2 separate regions of the Mus musculus genome follow, and region 1 is linked to region 2. The links are chromatin contacts, called in public Hi-C maps. All regions are on one chromosome and are shown on one strand. Each heading gives the region's core, a stretch centred on a gene start, on an enhancer-like site or on the middle of the called end of the contact. The rest is flanking DNA. Distances are from core to core; before and after follow the strand shown. Region 1 overlaps Rin3 (Ras and Rab interactor 3). Region 2 overlaps Cpsf2 (cleavage and polyadenylation specific factor 2).

Region 1 (2,700 bases), core at 130-2,629, 340 kb after region 2:
CCTCTGCCTCTGCCTCTGCCTCTGCCTCTGCCTCTGCCTCTGCCTCTGCCTCTGCCTCTGCCTCTGCCTCTGCCTCTGCCTCTGCCTCTGCCTCTGCCTCTGCCTCTGCCTCTGCCTCTGCCTCTGCCTCTGCCTCTGCCTCTGCCTCTGCCTCTGCCTCTGCCTCTGCCTCTGCCTCTGCCTCTGCCTCTGCCGGATGAGCACAGGCAGTCTTTCCTCTGGGCTAAGGCCCTGGTCATGCTAGAATCAGTCAGAACCTCTGGAGAGAGTTGTATGTGCCTCTCCCCAGCTAGAAATTAAGTATATCATAAAACCAGAAGGTGCTATACCCAGGATGGTTTTAGTTTTCCCTAGAGAGCTGATTATGGCCATCCCCCTGCTGCTCCCACTTCCCATCTGAAAAACCAGGAGGTGAATAACCACCCCAGAGAACCTTGGGCCTTCACATGTATGTGAGCATCTTGCAAACTAAAGCATGGGGTGGGGCATACATGGTAGTTTGAGTTGGAATCTGAGCACACTGTGATAGGATCTTAAATTCTTGGAGAAATCAGATAGATGATGTGACTCAGCTATTCATGGCTTGCATTTGGAGTCTTGAGGGAATTTCCACACAGACATCTGAGGTGCTTCTCCTTGGCTTCAGCATCCTGAGGACCACAGCCTGTCATGTCATTCTCTGGAAGTATGCCACGGAGATCCCACTTGCTTTTCTTTGAGAAGTATTCATGGCAGGGGCCATGAAAGAAAAAGCCAAGAGACAGACTTAGCTTTGAAGTTCAGTGGTCACATACTATACAGATAAACATGGGCAGAAGTTCATGCTTATAACCTATGGGACCTCCCTATAGCAGAATTTGGGGGAGAGCCTTAGAAAAGGGTGTGTTGGGTTTGTGTTGGATCCCCTGGGCCTCTGAGGACTTTAGTTTCCTACCAGAGTCTTGGGACTCCAGCAGGATCTCAGGTTTGCAGAATGTGACTCAATGGATTGCTGTAAGAATCTCCAACTTCTAGGCTAGCCTAAATCATCCACATGCCCCTTCCTCCTCTGAATTGTGGCACCAGAAGTACGTAGTGAGACGTGGCTGGGTGCTGAGTCTTGGCTAAGTGTGATGGGAGAAATGAAGGAATGCCATAAGATAGCAGTCAGTTATCAAGCATTTGGTAGGAAATGTTTCTTTTCTAATTTCGACCCAGGATCTCTCCACATGCTCAGCCTGACCTCAGACATACCATCCTCCTGCCTCAGCCTCCCAAGTGCTAGGATTCCAATTGCTCTGCTAGTTTAATCTGCATATCAGCTTTAGGATATGGCACCACAGTGTGGCAGGTTAAGGTATATTTTTTTGACACTTCTTCCTTCCTGGGGTGGAGTCTTACTGCCCCCTTCCCTTGAATCTACTTGAGCCTGTGACATCTGTGGTCAACAGAATAAGCAGAAATGGCTCTAGCCAGTTCCTCCTAGGTTTTCAGAGAATTGGCAGCTTCTTTTTAATCTCTGAGAGCCGAGTTGCCTCCATCCTGGGGAGAAGGGTCTGGGGGTAATGGGAGGGAGAAGGGCCTGGCTGGATGTCGCTTTTAACTCTCCCTGATTTGAGGGGAAACATCCTGGATCCTGCAGACAAGACCAGGACCCAAGTGAAAAAGCCATTTCCCCTAGGAACAGAAGAATCTCCCAGCTGAGCCCTGCCTGCTTTTGACCCATAAATCATGAGCTACAGTTGCTATTTCCAAGCCACTCAGTTCTGTCTTCTGTTACACAGACGTAGATAACAAAAATCATAACCCCTGTTTTTTCAGAGACCAAGGCTAGTCAGAATCACACATTCGTGAGAGGCAAAGCCACAATTTAAACCACAGCAGTCCAACTCTCAGCTCTCAGCGCCTGCTCCTACTACTCCATGGGCCTATTCTTGGGCCAGTGAGATGGCTCAGCAGGCAAAAACATTCACTACCAAATCTGACAACCGAGTTCATGCCTGGGACCCACTCACATGGTAGAAGAGAAATTCAACTTCCATAAGCTGTCCTCTGAATTCCTAGTGCACAGAGTTGTCACATGCACTGTCCCTTGCCCCCCTCCCCTGCATATAAATAGATACAGTTTTTGAGGGAGAGGGGCTCAAGAAAGGGTTTCACTATGTGGCTCTGGCTGTCCTGAAACTCACTCTGTAGACCAGGCTGGTCTAAAACTCCCAGAGATCCACCTGCCTCTGCCTCCTGAGTGCTGGGACTAAAGGTGTGCGCCACCACCACCTGGATATTAAAAAAAATAATTTATAAAGCAAAAATAAATGTGCACCTGTTATCCCAGCATTTGTAGGGACTGGAGGAGGAATCCAAGAGAGGAGGACCATGAGTTTGAGGACAACTTGGGCTACAGGAGGGGACCCTGTCTCAGAAGGAAGAAGAGGAATAGATGCTTCTGCTCTCAGAAAACTTCTCTCCAAGAAGAGGAACTCACTTGCCATGTTTAGAGTTACATACCTTGGTTTATTTGTTTATTCAGTTTAAGTACACTAGGTTGGCTCAAGGTATGCGTAGATGACTAATCTAGACAATCTTAGGATTTGCCCACAGAAGAACTGCCCCACCACCACTGGTGATGAATGGGTAGGTGTGGAAGGTGGGGGTGTCCTGAAGGACAGAGAGAAATGTCCTATTTGGTGAGAGAGGAAGTGCATATGAAGTGGCAGGACA
Region 2 (2,700 bases), core at 162-2,661:
TTCTGCCTGTAGGAGAATCGCATGATTTACCCTGGCTGGCTCCTTGTCCTCTCAGTCTGTTTAAAGGGCCTCAGCTACAACTATCTAGTTGGTACAACTTTGTATTATTTTTGTTAGTTTTTATTACCAAGTATTCTTTATTGTTGTCTTTTGCCACCAAATTGAATAAAGTTCCAGAAGAAGAGGAAATTTTTTCATATTCTGAGTGGCCAGACTAGTGCCTAATATCCTAATCTGCTGGTTACCATCACAATGACAAAGGCTGAGTTCCTACCAGGCCAGGTCACTGACACACCAGCGTTTACTATGGAGTCTGACTTTTCATGAACACACAGTGTCTGAGAAACCTAAGCCTTGATCATTTAGAAGAAGAAACCCAGTAATCTTAAAATAGTAATGTTAAAACAATTAACAGACTGGAAGTTTAGGATTAAGGAATTAGGCTAGATTAGGAAAAAAGCATAATTTGGAATGATATAGTGCAAGTGTAGAAGCAATATATCTTAGGGCCGATTTTCTGGAAGCTTTATTAATACAGCAGTTATTTCAGATATCTGAACTGGAATATAAAACAGACGTATGTATGTATGTATGTATGTATGTATGTATGTAGATGGGGTCTTGTTACATAGTTAGTTCATCCTGGCCAGAAACTCTAAATTCTTCCCCCTAAGACTCCTGAGTTCTGAGATTACAGGTTTGAACCAACCAGGAGGCCAAGACAAACTTTTTTTTTTTTTTTTTTTTTAAACAAGAGGTACAAGTTAAATCAAGGAATTAAATACTTATTTAAAATTTGTGGGCAAGGTATCTATGTGAGTTGCTAACATTTTATAATTTTAAATCATGTTTCAAGTAAGCTACTAGCCAAATGTGAGATGCCACATTTGTGAGCATTTGTCACTTAATTTGGAATTAATTTTTAATTTTTATTTTGAAATAGTTTCAAATTTAACCAAAAGTTGCAAAAAAATAGCGTGAATGTTTCAACTACCCAATTGTCAGGGTTTTAGCTGGATTTGCTGTATCACATCTTTATCACACAAGCAGAGCATTACACACACATTTTGAAAGAAATAGCAGTTATTCTAGCCTTGCCTTACCTTGGATAGTACTACAGTGTATGATGTGGAAACAGGAGCCACAGAAAAAAGGAGATAAACTCTGACCCTGCCAACTCTAGCCGGTTGGTACAACAGTGTCCTTTTAAGTCACGTGTTCCAGTTTTGTCCAAGAGTGCCCAGGAGTACATGTTGCATTGATTCCTTGTGAATTGACATTGAAAAATTGCTAATAATTTTTAGGTTAGCATGCAAAGTGGTGAGTTTCATTATAGCATTTTCATCTACACATGAGCTGCTGTGCTTTGCTCTCCCCCCTGCCCACACTCGCTCCCTTCCTTCCTCAAAATAGTTCCTCTTTCTGCTCTTACCAAGCTTATCCCATTACTGTCTCTACTTCTCCCTTCATATCTCTTCTGCCTTTCCCATGATCCCCTTTCTAGTTCATGATCTCCCAACATATACACACACACACACACACACACACACAAATTAAAATCTAGGCTCTGTTTGCATTAACTGTTTTCTTATTCTTTTATATATGTGGATGCTTTGCCTGCTTATATGTCTGCACCACGTGCATGTCTCGTGCCCATGGAGGCCTGAAGAGGGTATGCCTCCAGACAGTTGTGTACTGCTATGTGTATTCCAAGAATTGTAGCCAGATCATCTGGAAGAGCAGTCAGTCCTCAACCTCTGAGCCCCTTGGTCTCTTTATGTTTTTAAATCGTTATGTATATACACGTGTATATACACATGGTGCACTCATGGAAGTCCAAGGACAGCTTTCTGGAGTTGGTTCTCTCCTTGCACAGTGGGTTCTAGGGTTGGAGCTTAGGTTACGGGGCCTTCATGGCAGTGAAGTGTTTTCCTCACTGAGCCATCTCGCCAGCCCCAAGGATTCTCTAGTTTTCAAGGTACTCTGATGATAAAAACTGCTAATTCAGTTGTTGCATGTTGATGAATTTGCCCAGTTCTTATTATTTTAAATGTTACTACTATATACTTTTTAAAAACATCTCTTTTAGTAGATTGAATTCTAGAAATAGGAAGATCTATGTCATAAGACAAGCACAGTTTAATTTTTGTTAGCAAATTATCTTCTGACAGTTTGCTAATAATATCTGCTGGAAACACTGTAATGTACCTGTCTTAGTCAGGGTTTCTCTTCCTGCACAAACATCATGACCAAGAAGCAAGTTGGGGAGGAAAGGGTTTATTCAGCTTACAATTCCATACTGCTGTTTATCACCAAGGAAGTCAGGACTGGAACTCAAACAGGTCAGGAAGCAGGAACTGATGCAGAGGCCACGGAGGGATGTTCCTTACTGGCTTGCTTCCCCTGGCTTGCTCAGCCTGCTCTCTTATAGAACCAAGACTACCAGCCCAGAGATGGTCCCACCCACAAGGGGCCTTTCCCCTTTGATCACTAATTGAGAAAATGCCTTACAGTTGGATCTCATGGAGGCATTTCCTCAACTGAAGCTCCTTTTTCTGTGATAACTCCAGCTGTGTCAAGTTGACACAAAACTAGCCAGTACAGTACCCTTTGCCCAGGTAGCAGTTGGCATTTCCAGTCTTGCAGATTAAGCAAATTGTGATAGCTTCTATGTGTTACCTGTGTCAACAACCACTAATA

Evidence for each region. A called contact is a pair of places that touch in the nucleus more often than the background predicts.
Region 1: a contact with region 2 is called in a Hi-C map of bone marrow-derived macrophages, with 32 read pairs. The contact joins two enhancer-like sites. A contact is called at or near these places in 3 of 15 datasets of contacts at CTCF or cohesin (large pre-B cells, pro-B cells and stem cell-derived epiblast-like cells), 53 of 484 Hi-C or Micro-C datasets (B cells, the Ba/F3 cell line, the C2C12 cell line and 32 more), 5 of 115 datasets of contacts at active chromatin or transcription factors (the HPC-7 cell line, acute myeloid leukemia, bone marrow-derived dendritic cells and 2 more) and 1 of 9 other capture datasets (embryonic stem cells).

The regions. Positions count from the first base shown.
Region 1 is chr12:102,337,947-102,340,646 of GRCm38.p6, forward strand. The region is part of intron 3 of Rin3 (Ras and Rab interactor 3); the gene reads left to right. Among named protein-coding and RNA genes, the nearest start is that of Rin3, 56 kb to the left of the region's middle. Within about 2 kb of position 1,380, at least 29 of the 459 cell types and tissues checked have an H3K27ac peak or open chromatin away from gene starts, as enhancers often do. A contact at or near this core is called in bone marrow-derived macrophages and microglia, where this site is marked.
Region 2 is chr12:101,993,625-101,996,324 of GRCm38.p6, forward strand. All of the region lies in intron 8 of Cpsf2 (cleavage and polyadenylation specific factor 2), which reads left to right. Among named protein-coding and RNA genes, the nearest start is that of Cpsf2, 19 kb to the left of the region's middle. Within about 2 kb of position 1,412, at least 56 of the 459 cell types and tissues checked have an H3K27ac peak or open chromatin away from gene starts, as enhancers often do. A contact at or near this core is called in bone marrow-derived macrophages and microglia, where this site is marked.